Linked DNA regions of Mus musculus: all the other regions are linked to region 4. Evidence: chromatin contacts called from public Micro-C and promoter capture Hi-C data. All regions are on one chromosome and are shown on one strand. The core of a region is the stretch at or near the end of the contact, and the rest is flanking DNA. Distances in the headings are between cores, read along the strand shown.

Region 1 (2,700 bases), core at 41-2,540, 3.6 Mb after region 4:
TCTACTCGGCCTCTTCATACCCAGAAAAAATGATCCTGAGACTTATTTATGAATAAACACCTCTGCCATAAGCATTGGCGCATTCCCAACTAGCTCATAACTTACATAACCCGTTTATTCTATTCTATGTCTGCCACCACACGGCTGGTCACCTCGCCTCAGTTTCATGCATCCAACTTCCTCAAAGTTCAGGACGAATGCTCTTCTCTTGACTCTTTCCCAGAATTCCTTCTCTCTCTGCCAGAAGTCCCACCTTCTATTTCCTGCCTGAGCTAATAGGCCATCAGCAGGAGATGCTGCCACATAATGCATAAGCCATTCTCTCTACACCACATTTGGTATGGTTTCTTTTAACTTCTATTATTTTTAATTATGTGTCTGTGAGGAGGCTTTGGCCAGTCCGGAAGCTCGCGGTACACGAAGTTTTGCGCCCCCTAGAGGAGGGTGCTGAGAACTCCGCTCCGTGCTCGCATTTGTTCTTTTCTAACCCGCATTTGTTCTTTTTAAAGACTCACTTGGCCCACTTCACAGTTCGGATTAGGCAGGATTTCAGAGTCAACGTCTCCTCCTCCTACTGCTCCTCCTCCTCATTTTTAAATATGGTTTTTCATTTTCTCCCGGGGAGGAATGTTCAGGAACAATATGTACGCATCTGACCCAAAGGGGGGGGGGGGGGGGAGGGAGTAACTTGGATGTATACATTTCACTAAAAAAAAAAAAAAAAAAAAAATTAGCCAATGCTTAGTGCACTAAAAGATACCTCCGGTGACAAAAGGGCGCAATTCCGCATATTTAACCTAAGAGTCTGCAAATGGTTCTAAAGACTTCCAAATCTCCTCCCTAGGATAGTTTATTTCTCTCTGGTAGCATGGAGGCCACCAGAACAGGGGAGGAGGGGAGATAATTGGGCAGTGGCATAACTCCTTTCTCAGCTGGCAACCTTTTAAAGCCTATTAAATCTAACCGGCAGTTGGCCTCTCCGTACCTCCTCCGGCTGATGTCTGCTGCAGACTCCCCAGCCTGTTTTGACCGGCTCTTAGAAAGAAAAGCAAAAAACTGTCGGTGGCCTGCATCAGGCAGGGAAACACCCCCACAAAACTGCAAGAGCAGAAATGGATAGACTGTTAATAGCACGGACATATCCCAGGGTCTGTGCTTCTGCCTAATGGGACTTCTTGTCTTCAGATTAGTCCACAATGGGGAAGTTGTTCATCCTAAGAGAGATTCAAATAAGAGAGTTCTTCTGTTTGAACAGCAGGCAAGTAAATAGAATGCAATCTGCAGCCTGCACACAGCTCCAGGCTGAGAGAGGCAGAGCTCAGGCACTGAGCAAGCCAGCTACCAATTCCCTACTTCTCGAGGGTTAGCAACAGGCTCTTTGCAGAACCGTTTTGGAGGAAACAAATCACCGTAGCAACACTGAAATGAAAATTTGGTATTTAAAACACGGAGTCTCAACTCTAGCTGCACATTAGGAGCACTTGTGGAGATTTTTAAGAAGAGATGACTGGGTCCCACCCTCAGGGACTTTGTTGTGTTCTGGGGTTTTTTGTTGTTGTTTTGTTTTTTTTTTTTAGCTCCAACAGGGAATCTGATGCTACAGAGACCGGAAAAGGCTGGTGTGGGACATGGAGAAAGTTCATAAACAGAGACTTGAAAGCAGGACTCCACAGAACAAACTTCACAGGTAAAGGGCTGCTGACCCATAAAGAAGGCTCTGTGATAGCTTCATACTGAGGAATATGGTTTCCATATCAAGACCCTGGGCTATAAACAGTTTGTGATATATTTTTATGTAATTGTTAATTGTTTAATATAGCATTCCAGTTGAGCCAAAGTCAGCATAGCTCAGAATACAAGCTATCATCGACCATGCTCTTCGCCGCAAAGAGACACCGTGCTCCTGGAAACTCATAGAGGGAACTATTTAGCCGAGACTAGCCTACAGTTTCAGAGGTTTAGCCCACTGTTTTCGAGACAGGAAGCCTGGCAGCATGCAGGCGGACACAGTGCTAGAGAGGTAGCTGAGAGTTCTACATCAGGAACAGCAAGCAGCAGGAATGTGATGCCCCCTTCTTCCCCAGGGCTGTTGCCCACCAGCCAGCAAGCACGAAGGAAGCAGAAGTGGGGTGGGGGTGGGGTAGGGCTCGAACAGCTGGGACTGACTTCCAGGATCAACTTCAATGAGACAGTTCCACTTTATTGGGGATGAACAAGGTTTATATAGATCTTGAGGAGTGGGTAGGTAGGGTGGGAATACTTCTTTTGCATGAAGAAGAATTCCAAGAACCTGCCAGGCATGTTCAGGTTCAATGGAAGTGGGGAAGGGGGAGTGTTTAACCTATAATCTGGCCATAGACTATGTGACTGTGCTCAGAGGTTTTGGGGGGGGGGGGGTTACAGGTGGGAAGTGCTGTACCTCGTTATCATTCACAGTAAGGGCTGAGCAGGACCTCGGAGCTGAATGGAGTAGCATTTACAGGAAGCTCTGTGCAGGGTCATCCTCCAGATAAGGTAGGGCACCTGTGCCTAGAGACAGTCTCTAGATAAGATCAGACAGAGAGGAGGAAACCCCGCTGAGAACGGGAGTCCTCCATTTTGCACCAGGCTGGGAGAGCTTATCTGGTCACGATAGACTTTGACCTTAATAGCAGGGTCTTCCAACACAGGAAGAGAGAGAGATTGGTCCTGGCTTGAGCA
Region 2 (2,700 bases), core at 64-2,563, 3.1 Mb after region 4:
TCATAGGGCTCACAGAGCTATCACCCACTTTGGTAGATGTGTGGTTTTTATTATAGTGGAAATTTCTTAACATAGAATTTCCTCTTACGAGCTCTTTCTTACTCCACATAAATGTGTCTTTATCTAAAGCCTTGGAGAATACAAAAGCATTGGCTTTACTGTGGATGATCTCTAAGATGCCCCCCCCCCCCCCATCTCTCAACCCCTCTCTCTTCTCAGCCCATTTGTCAACCCTGTAATTGTACCCGGTCAGCCACCCTTGCCAGATTCCCCAATCTTTCTTTTACCACTCACCATGGCTCCAGCTCTCTGCTCTGCTAATCTCCCTGATGCTCAACGGCAGGCCCCATCCTTCATCTTCCCAGAATCTTCTTTGATTTGCCGCTCTTCCAATTCTGAGAGGCATTGGCTCAATACTACCAGTCACCCCCTTTCCTACCTCCTTCAGCGCCCAGACGTCAAGATGTGTTTTTCTTAAACCCTTCTGATGCCTTGTGGACTGTTAGTTAGACCGTTGTCTTTTCTTTCCCCAGTTTCTTTGTCTTTAAACTTCAATTTTATTTCCAGTGTACCTCTTACTTAGTCCATAAATTGCTTTGACTGTCTATTTTCTGCCGGATCTTGCTTATAAAATTTTTTGTACAAGCTATATCAACAGTGAAGTCCCAGGAATCATTTTAGATATATCTGTGCACAGGGTAGAGGTTGGAGGAGGGGGGTTACTCTTCTCGCATCTACAGTCGGTATTGTGACCCAAGGCAACATGACATAGAGACATGTGGGAGACACTGTGCAGTCTATCTTCTTGCCACCAAAAGAATGGGAAACTGGAGGCAGGAAGCAGGAGAGAGAAATTTTGCCTGAAATGACGGAGAAACCCACACAGTTTCAGAATCCTCATCACCCTACACTATCAAGTAACCCCGATCTAAGGTCAAACAGGAAAACAAGTTACAATAATAATATTAATAATAATAATAAAATAGAATCAGACTATTGCCAAATTGAAAGTTGCAAGTTACCTAGATGACTCATGGTTTTGGTTGCTGTGTAAATTCTAATCATCCTGGCCTTTTGAGCAGAGTAGGGGATTTTATTTATTTTTGAATAGCAGGAAGGAAAGCAGCAGAATAAAGAAAAACACAAGAAGAAAGAAATCTAGTTATGGGCTTTCCGGGACATCTTTCCTGGGTAGGGCAGGTTTGTGATCCTCAGTTTATAGATTTACTTTTTTTTTCCCCCTAAGCAGGCTGGGCCACAGCTAAGCTAAATGGCTTTGACAATTCAAGCGGAGGGTTTAGCCCTAATTCTCCACCCCACTCCCTCCATATAAGGCCAATGCTGAAATTCAAAAAAAAAGGAAAAAATAAAACAGAAGCCAGCTCCAGCTCCACCAGAAGGACAATTTGGGGTATATGAAGGAGCAGTTTGTATTTCTGCTGAGTTCAGAAAAGATTCATTTAGATGCGGCTATGAAATTGAGTAGGTAGCCAGGAACTTAGTGAAATTGCTGGCCTGAGGGCAGAGCATGCTCCGGGCAGCGCCTGCCCTTCACGTAGCGCATGCGCAGTCTGGGCCGAGGCCGGCGGCTCGTGCGGTGCTTCACTGCCACCTACAGGAACTGTGGCCGCCGAGCCAGCGTCCTGGGTCAGGCCAGCCACCCTCTAACAACTTGCTGTGTGTGCTTTCTTACTGGAAGACTGTAGTTAATTTTTCATCAAGAGTAATTACTGTGTGAAAAGTCCAGGTCACTGTTTAATTAACTCCAACGATAAATGAACTGGATAACCTTAAGGGCTTCGTTTCCTTGCTGCAGGAAATTTGCTTTTAACTCCCCCCACCCTCAAGGTTCCTTTTTTAAAAATGAATTAATAAATGCCTAAATCATTAAATCATGCACTATACTATTATTTGCTTTCCATGCACAATTATACAAAAGAGAACGGTTGTCTGACAGCAGAAAGTTTTCCCTAAGTTATTCCCTCCCCCACCCCACCCCCCACAAGGACACTCAGAACTGCATAAATAGAATTCCCTTAACTTGAAGCACGTGTGTGTATCTCGCGGTTGAAATATGATTAGAGGTCCCTATCTCCACAGAAAAGGTTATTACAAGGTATTTTGCATAGAGCTGATTCCCAAGTGATGTCCCCCAAGCAGGAGACATTTAAAGAAGACGATCTTACAAAAGTGTTCTCTGTGTGTTTTCACACTGTTTCTCCGTTAGATGTAGCAGGATACATTTTTGGGTGGGGCTAAGATATCCAGTGAGCCCTGAGAAGTTCAGTACCGAGCCATTTGGTAACCCCCGTGGTGTTTTGGTGGCCGACTTAGCCACTATAGCAAGCCTGAACACGGAGTTTACTAGATCAGACACAACAGTATACGAAACCATTTCCCAACCTCTCCTTTTCTTTCTCTCTGCACAAACAAATCCTTCAAAGACAGTGATTCTAAAACATTTCAAAGGATTCAGAGGGCACAGAAAAGTCGAGCCTGCTTTTCTGGGCTTTCCAGTTCATCAGCCACAGCAGTAATGCTGACTTATTGAAAATCATATGAAAATCGGAGAGATAATTAGAGCTCGTTTCTACTTGGAGCAACAGCCTGAAATTTCCATTGAAAATTTACAAATTAGAGAAAAATTCGGATTTGGTATTATCTCATGCTGGAGAGCCTTACTCATACTCGGGGGGTGAG
Region 3 (2,700 bases), core at 134-2,633, 3.3 Mb after region 4:
GGTCAAAAGGTCACACAACTCAAAACTTATTTTCCTAAATTTATATAGCATATATGCCCCCTCCCTGAATTCTGAACAAGGAAGATGGATTGCACTGGCTGCTCTGGGATTTTCCATATTCACTTTGATGCTTGACTCATCCAGAAACCAAAAATTAGACACGTCTGATAGTCATTCCTCAGTTTGGGTTTGGACCCATTCTCTAGCAGAAGCCCAGCCAAATGCCGCATACTGTTTTAGTCAAGGACAGATGACATATACAATGCTGGTCCATAAGACTGCACACAGCATCAAGAGACATCACAGCCATCATCGTTTCTGTAAGCACATCCCATGGCATTTGTTCAGGGCCTCTGCCTAAGGAAGCGTTCCTCAGAAAGCAACCCCACTGTTACACAATAGGTGGCTGTATCTCTAACCTGCATCAACTGGCATCTTTGGCACTGGCAATTGGTGATACTTCCCAGTACCTTCAAAGATGGAACATTGCTCAGCTTATCCTGCTGGGATCTGGCTTCGTTACATGCTTCCAAGCACGTGAGTCATCCAAATGAGGCGGCTAGTCCCTGTCTTTTGCAGTCTGCATGGTTGAGTGGACGCTAATGCTTCCCATCTCTGGCCCTGTGTTTGCCTTTAGAACATATGCTTGCCCTTCCCCCAAGGCACGGAAGAATTTGTCCTGCTTGAGGAGACTCAGATCCTGTTTTCCCGAACGCAGTCCCCGTAACTGGACAGATCAGATAATTTAGTAGTCGTATGCCTCACCAAGAGGAATGGGAATTTGCAACTCTCTAAAGCTCCGTGGATAATTGGGAGACTTACCTGGGTCTAGGAACCCCAATGCAGAGGACAGGATCATATGTGTTGGTTGGGCCAAGTGTAAGTCTTTGTCTATTATGGGGTGATTTGAGCAAATAGTCTGAGCACCCCCTATTCTCTTAAACAAAAGAGGGTTGCCTAATGTGTCTTGGTGTGACAAGGAGTGACAGAAACGATAAGCTGGGTGACAAATATTGATCAGTAATAATCCCCATTTGATAGTAACAAGCCTCGATTGGAAAGACCTCAAAGATGAGGCTGTGGTCCAACCGCAGATTAGTTTTCAGGTGCTTAATTAATGTCTCTGCAAATTCATCCTTGAATTCAATAATTCCCAATCCATACCTAATACAGCCATAACTATCCCTTGTGAAAGCAAATACAATCATTCCATTTAAAGAGAAGTCAAGACTCTTAGAAAGGCATTCAGTCCTCAAGCCATTCATTTGTCTATGGGAAAGGGGAGTGCCAGATTTCTTGCTATCAATCCTTCTTTAATATGGAGCTCATGACTTCCAGCTGTTAGGCACATAATTTCTCTCTGTATTCATTCCTAGGCTTTTCCCTCATCTCTAAATCCTTCCCATATGTTAGTCAGGAGCCCCTGGCCTCCAGGGCACAGAGGTCCAGAGCCTCCCCATGTCTGCGGGCTAAAGTGATGCATAAACCTGTGTGCCTGTCCCAAAGCACCCAGATGAGAAGTTGCTGTCTGTCTGTTTGTCTGTCTGCCCTGCAGGCTGCAGCCACCACCTGCTCCTTATTTTTCTGAAGTATTCTTCAATTCACCGTGTTTAAAAGAAGAAGGGGGGGAAAAAGGCTTGGTGGATTTTTTTGGTTTTTGTTTTTTGTTTTAAAGGCTGAAACCACTTCTGGGCTGTCTACATTTTGGCTTTTGTTTATGAAGGCTCTGCAGTGTCCTTGCCAAGGGAAGGAAAAGGAAAAATATGCTGCAGTTTAACCTTTTACAGGCAAGGTCTCTTTACCCATGTGAGGAAGCATGACGGTGATTCATAGGGGAAGCTATGATTCCTAAGAGACAGAGCAGTGCCGGAGAATACAAACGCTCTCACCAATAAAAGGCTGTAATTTTAAAACAAGGAATATTTGTTTAAAATTAAATGCACCAAATACAGCTTCTAAAGTAAGGAGCTTCGGCTGGCTTCACAGTGGACTTGAGGTCAGGAATGTAAGGACTGTTGAATTTTGCAGTCAGACTGTGCCTCTCCCCAGCGTAGTTTTCAGGCATTGTTCAGCTGTGTCTTCAACCTCCCCAATTAAAGGCAACCCTTGTTAAGAATAATACTTCCTTCTGCAGAAACCCCTACTCTCTAGTTCCTGGCATAATGTCTGCTAAATCCTGGGGCTTGGGGCTAAAGTCTCCTCCCTCTCCCCCTCCCCCTCCCCTCCCCCTCCCCTCCCCCTCTCTGTCTCTCTGTCTGTTTGTGTCTCTGTCTGTCGATGTCTCTGTCTGTCTCTCCCTCCCTCTCTCCCTCCCTCCCTCCCTCCCTCCCTCCCCCACTCCTGCTACCTAAGCTATGCCCTGACAAAGTATTTGCACCCACATTTTGGTTTTGGCTCTTCTTTCTAAGGAACCAAACATTCAAAACAAAATGTATGTGAATAGATCAGAAACAAGAAACATTGAACACGCTGTGACCTGCTGCATGAACAGTGAAAATGGTCTAACCTGCTGCATGAACAGTGAAAATGGTATAACCTGCTGCATGAACAGTGAAAAATGGTCTAACCTGCTGCATGAACAGTGCACATGGTCTGGTCTGCTGCATGAAACGCCAGGACAAGATTTTCTTCAAGAATCTGCAACATACCTTATGAAGGATGGAATAGATCTTTGCTCCAGTTGAATTAAACTCAGCCCAT
Region 4 (2,700 bases), core at 175-2,674:
GCTGATCAACAGACAGAAAATTACAGTAAGATTTGCAATGAAACAGTGCCAGGTTATTTAAAAAGAAAAAAAAAACAACAACAAAAAACCTTGTTCCCCCAGGAAATGAGTTACCATGTAATTGTGATAAAATAAAAGTCTTTAATCATACGAGACACTGGTCTTTTGAAAGAGGTCATTTGAAGATATGTTGTGCACAATGATTGCCATGCCCCGGAGTCTCACAAACCTACCAGATACAATCGATTAAAATTCAAAACCCTATATTATTTTGTTTTGGATTTTTATTTGAAATTGCTTCAGTTACTCCCAATTGAAAAAGTAAATTATTGCCTTTTTTAAAGAGTAGACTAAGTACAATGATCAAGTTAGAAAAGAATAAATAAAAAATTCAAAATGAATAGAAAACTGTTTAATCATGACCTTGATACATATTTTCTATTTAAAAGCACACAAATGCCTAAGGCACACCTCCCACTAAATGACAATGTTCACAAACTCTAAACAGCAAAGTTACAGGTGTGCCTAGCTTAGTTGTGTCTGACGTAACAAATCTTTTTAATAAAATTTGCAGGAATGCTTTGTTAAAATAGCCCTCCCAAATCAACTACATAAAACCCTTTAGATAGAAAATAAGGCTAAATTATGTTACCATAAAATCACCAGCTAAAACATATTCCTTAGTTCTTAGTAACTATGGTAATAAGTGGTAGTTTATAGATGGTGGAAAGAATTATGCTAATCTTTCAATGACTCAGGGCTGGGGAAACACAACTACTTAGACCTGGGGAGAATTTAGCTAGTTTGAAAAATTAACCTAGTGGAACGAGAGAGGAGTCAGTTACAGACAAGATCCCTGAGTAAGCGTTCCAGAGTCGACATTTTCTCTCATTGTGTCTAAGTCTTACTCATTTTTCGTACTATCCTAACCACTAGCTTAAATGTTTTCTCATTCATAAGCACGATCAAAATGAGCTGAGTCTAAGAAGTCCTTTCTTGGAAGATCTTATGTACACCGCTTAAACCAGGACCCAATTTGGCCAAACCTTAAGGACATGACCTTCTAGGATCTGTCTCTGAAATCTCTGTAAAGTTAGGATATTCCTTTAGCAATGAATATGCTATCATGGGATTGTGTTAAAACCCCCTTAACTTTGACTCTGTCAGAATTTGTTAGTTGTAGAAATTCAAAATCCTCTTAAATCGGATAGTGTAAGAAAATTCTTGTTTATTTTTTTGGAAGAAAAATTATGAGTCTCCGTGACAGCCGGCAAAGCGTTCTAATCCAGATTTACCGCTAGAGGGAGACATAGTCCAGCATTTGCAACGTTTGCTGTCTTATACTTTTTTTTTTTTTTTTTTCTTTCTGCAGGAAGGTGGTTTGCTCTCAGCATCTGCAGCCACTGCTGACAGAATTGGGAGGGAGACAGAGGGAGTCAAAGCCTCCCGGTCCAGCCGTCCCATTTTACTGCTTAACTCAGCCTGGAGTGTCAGAACCCATCTTTGCCTGCCTTCTCTGTGCTTTGTACAGTGGGGCCAGTCGCTCCCAACGGCCAGCCCGCTGAGTGGAACAGGGGTCTAGGGTGGACTAGCAGGGCTCTGCCCGTTGGGGTGACTTTCGAACATTATCTTTAGTGTATTTTAACAGTACAGAGCTTGTGGTGGGACTCAGAGAGGGAGAAGCTTTGATTGCTTTTTAAAATTATTTTATTTTATTTTATTTTTTGGCTTTTTTTTTTTTTTTCTTCTGGTGATCTGGATTTGTTTCCTCGGGCCCCTCCCCTTGTTCCGTTCTTTCTCACTCCCGCCTTTGGCGAAGTGACACAGGCGACACCTGCTCGCTTGTGTCTGCTGCTGGAACTCGCACCTCCAAGGTGGTGAAGGTGCCGGCGCGCTCGTGACTTGGGGGGACAGCAGAGGGGTTCCCTCCCTTGGAGCACACGATGCGGAGAGTGGCGGCGGGTGGGATGCGAGGAGCTCTACCGGCTGCACTTGGAGGCGCGATCGAGGGGCTGCAGCTGGCCGGGAGTTGCTGCTAAGTGGACGCGACTCGACGGCGCCCAGGTGTCCGAGAGGGCACCCGCGGGACCCGAGTGCGAGCTGCGGGAACGCAGGCGTCTCCCGGGGAGGACGCCGGCCGAGCGCACAGCCCGCGAGCCTGCTCAGAACCGCTCCACACCGGGAGCCTGCAGACCTGGGAGAGCCGGGGAACTCGAGGAGTGTGCTCGGCGGCGGAGGCTGCTCTGCTGAAGGTGAATCACCGCGTCCAATTGCCTTTCCCTAGAGAACCCGGGGGAGGGCGGGAGAGGGGGAACGTGTGAGCGCGCGCGTTTGTGTGCAAGGGAGAGCCGACGCGGGGCGAGAGGAAAAGTCCTCGCTCGCCGCTCAAAGCAAACAAACCGGAGATGGAATAAGAGCGGCGGTGGCTGGAGCCCGCCTGGATCCTCGCAGTCGCGGGAGCCGAGCGCACCACCGCGCGCAGCGCATCGCCGGGGACAGCGGGCGACCGCGGGCGCCGCCGGGGGCTGCGGAGACTTTGGCTCTCCCCCTCGGTCGACGACCCTTCCGATTACTTTGACACTGTGGGATAAAGAGCAGAGCCCGGGGACCGACCTCGCGCGCTGCACCTTCCTTTTGCTTCGGGGAAGGGGGACCCCAGCTTGTAGGTGAAGACGCTGCCGAGCCCCCCTTTAGCCTTCG

The links. Promoter capture Hi-C pulls out the DNA fragments that hold promoters and counts their contacts. Hi-C and Micro-C count contacts between places; a contact is called where the count stands out from the background.
Region 1: a promoter capture Hi-C map of hippocampal neurons shows a contact between it and region 4, with 4 times the contacts expected there. The contact joins the enhancer-like site here to the promoter of Tafa2 in region 4. A contact is called at or near these places in 9 of 39 promoter capture datasets (the 3T3-L1 cell line, the C10 cell line, cranial neural crest and 6 more), 5 of 484 Hi-C or Micro-C datasets (the G1E-ER4 cell line, peritoneal macrophages, uterus and 2 more) and 1 of 115 datasets of contacts at active chromatin or transcription factors (embryonic forebrain).
Region 2: a promoter capture Hi-C map of hippocampal neurons shows a contact between it and region 4, with 6 times the contacts expected there. The contact joins the enhancer-like site here to the promoter of Tafa2 in region 4. A contact is called at or near these places in 8 of 39 promoter capture datasets (the 3T3-L1 cell line, cranial neural crest, frontonasal cranial neural crest and 5 more), 27 of 484 Hi-C or Micro-C datasets (MC3T3-E1-derived osteoblasts, adipose-derived mesenchymal stem cells, cardiomyocytes and 19 more), 2 of 115 datasets of contacts at active chromatin or transcription factors (astrocytes and embryonic forebrain) and 1 of 9 other capture datasets (pancreatic islet).
Region 3: a contact with region 4 is called in a Micro-C map of palatal mesenchyme, with 3 times the contacts expected there. The contact joins the enhancer-like site here to the promoter of Tafa2 in region 4. A contact is called at or near these places in 5 of 39 promoter capture datasets (cranial neural crest, frontonasal cranial neural crest, maxillary cranial neural crest and 2 more), 71 of 484 Hi-C or Micro-C datasets (the 3T3-L1 cell line, the AML12 cell line, the AtT-20 cell line and 47 more), 4 of 115 datasets of contacts at active chromatin or transcription factors (astrocytes, embryonic basal ganglia, embryonic forebrain and 1 more) and 2 of 9 other capture datasets (adipose tissue and liver).

What each region holds. Positions count from the first base shown.
Region 1 is chr10:126,844,456-126,847,155 of GRCm38.p6, forward strand. No RefSeq gene overlaps it. Among named protein-coding and RNA genes, the nearest start is that of Gm24179, 5.3 kb to the left of the region's middle. Within about 2 kb of position 1,291, at least 99 of the 459 cell types and tissues checked have an H3K27ac peak or open chromatin away from gene starts, as enhancers often do. A contact at or near this core is called in embryonic forebrain, hippocampal neurons, second pharyngeal arch cranial neural crest and 2 more, where this site is marked.
Region 2 is chr10:126,329,173-126,331,872 of GRCm38.p6, forward strand. No RefSeq gene overlaps it. Among named protein-coding and RNA genes, the nearest start is that of 1700025K04Rik, 41 kb to the right of the region's middle. Within about 2 kb of position 1,314, at least 31 of the 459 cell types and tissues checked have an H3K27ac peak or open chromatin away from gene starts, as enhancers often do. A contact at or near this core is called in cerebral cortex, embryonic fibroblasts, hippocampal neurons and 1 more, where this site is marked.
Region 3 is chr10:126,520,643-126,523,342 of GRCm38.p6, forward strand. No RefSeq gene overlaps it. Among named protein-coding and RNA genes, the nearest start is that of Gm40797, 140 kb to the right of the region's middle. Within about 2 kb of position 1,384, at least 24 of the 459 cell types and tissues checked have an H3K27ac peak or open chromatin away from gene starts, as enhancers often do. A contact at or near this core is called in cerebellum, embryonic fibroblasts, palatal mesenchyme and 2 more, where this site is marked.
Region 4 is chr10:123,262,652-123,265,351 of GRCm38.p6, forward strand. It overlaps Tafa2 (TAFA chemokine like family member 2), which reads left to right and starts at 1,425. Exons shown (of 5, transcript NM_001252387.1): 1 at 1,425-2,700.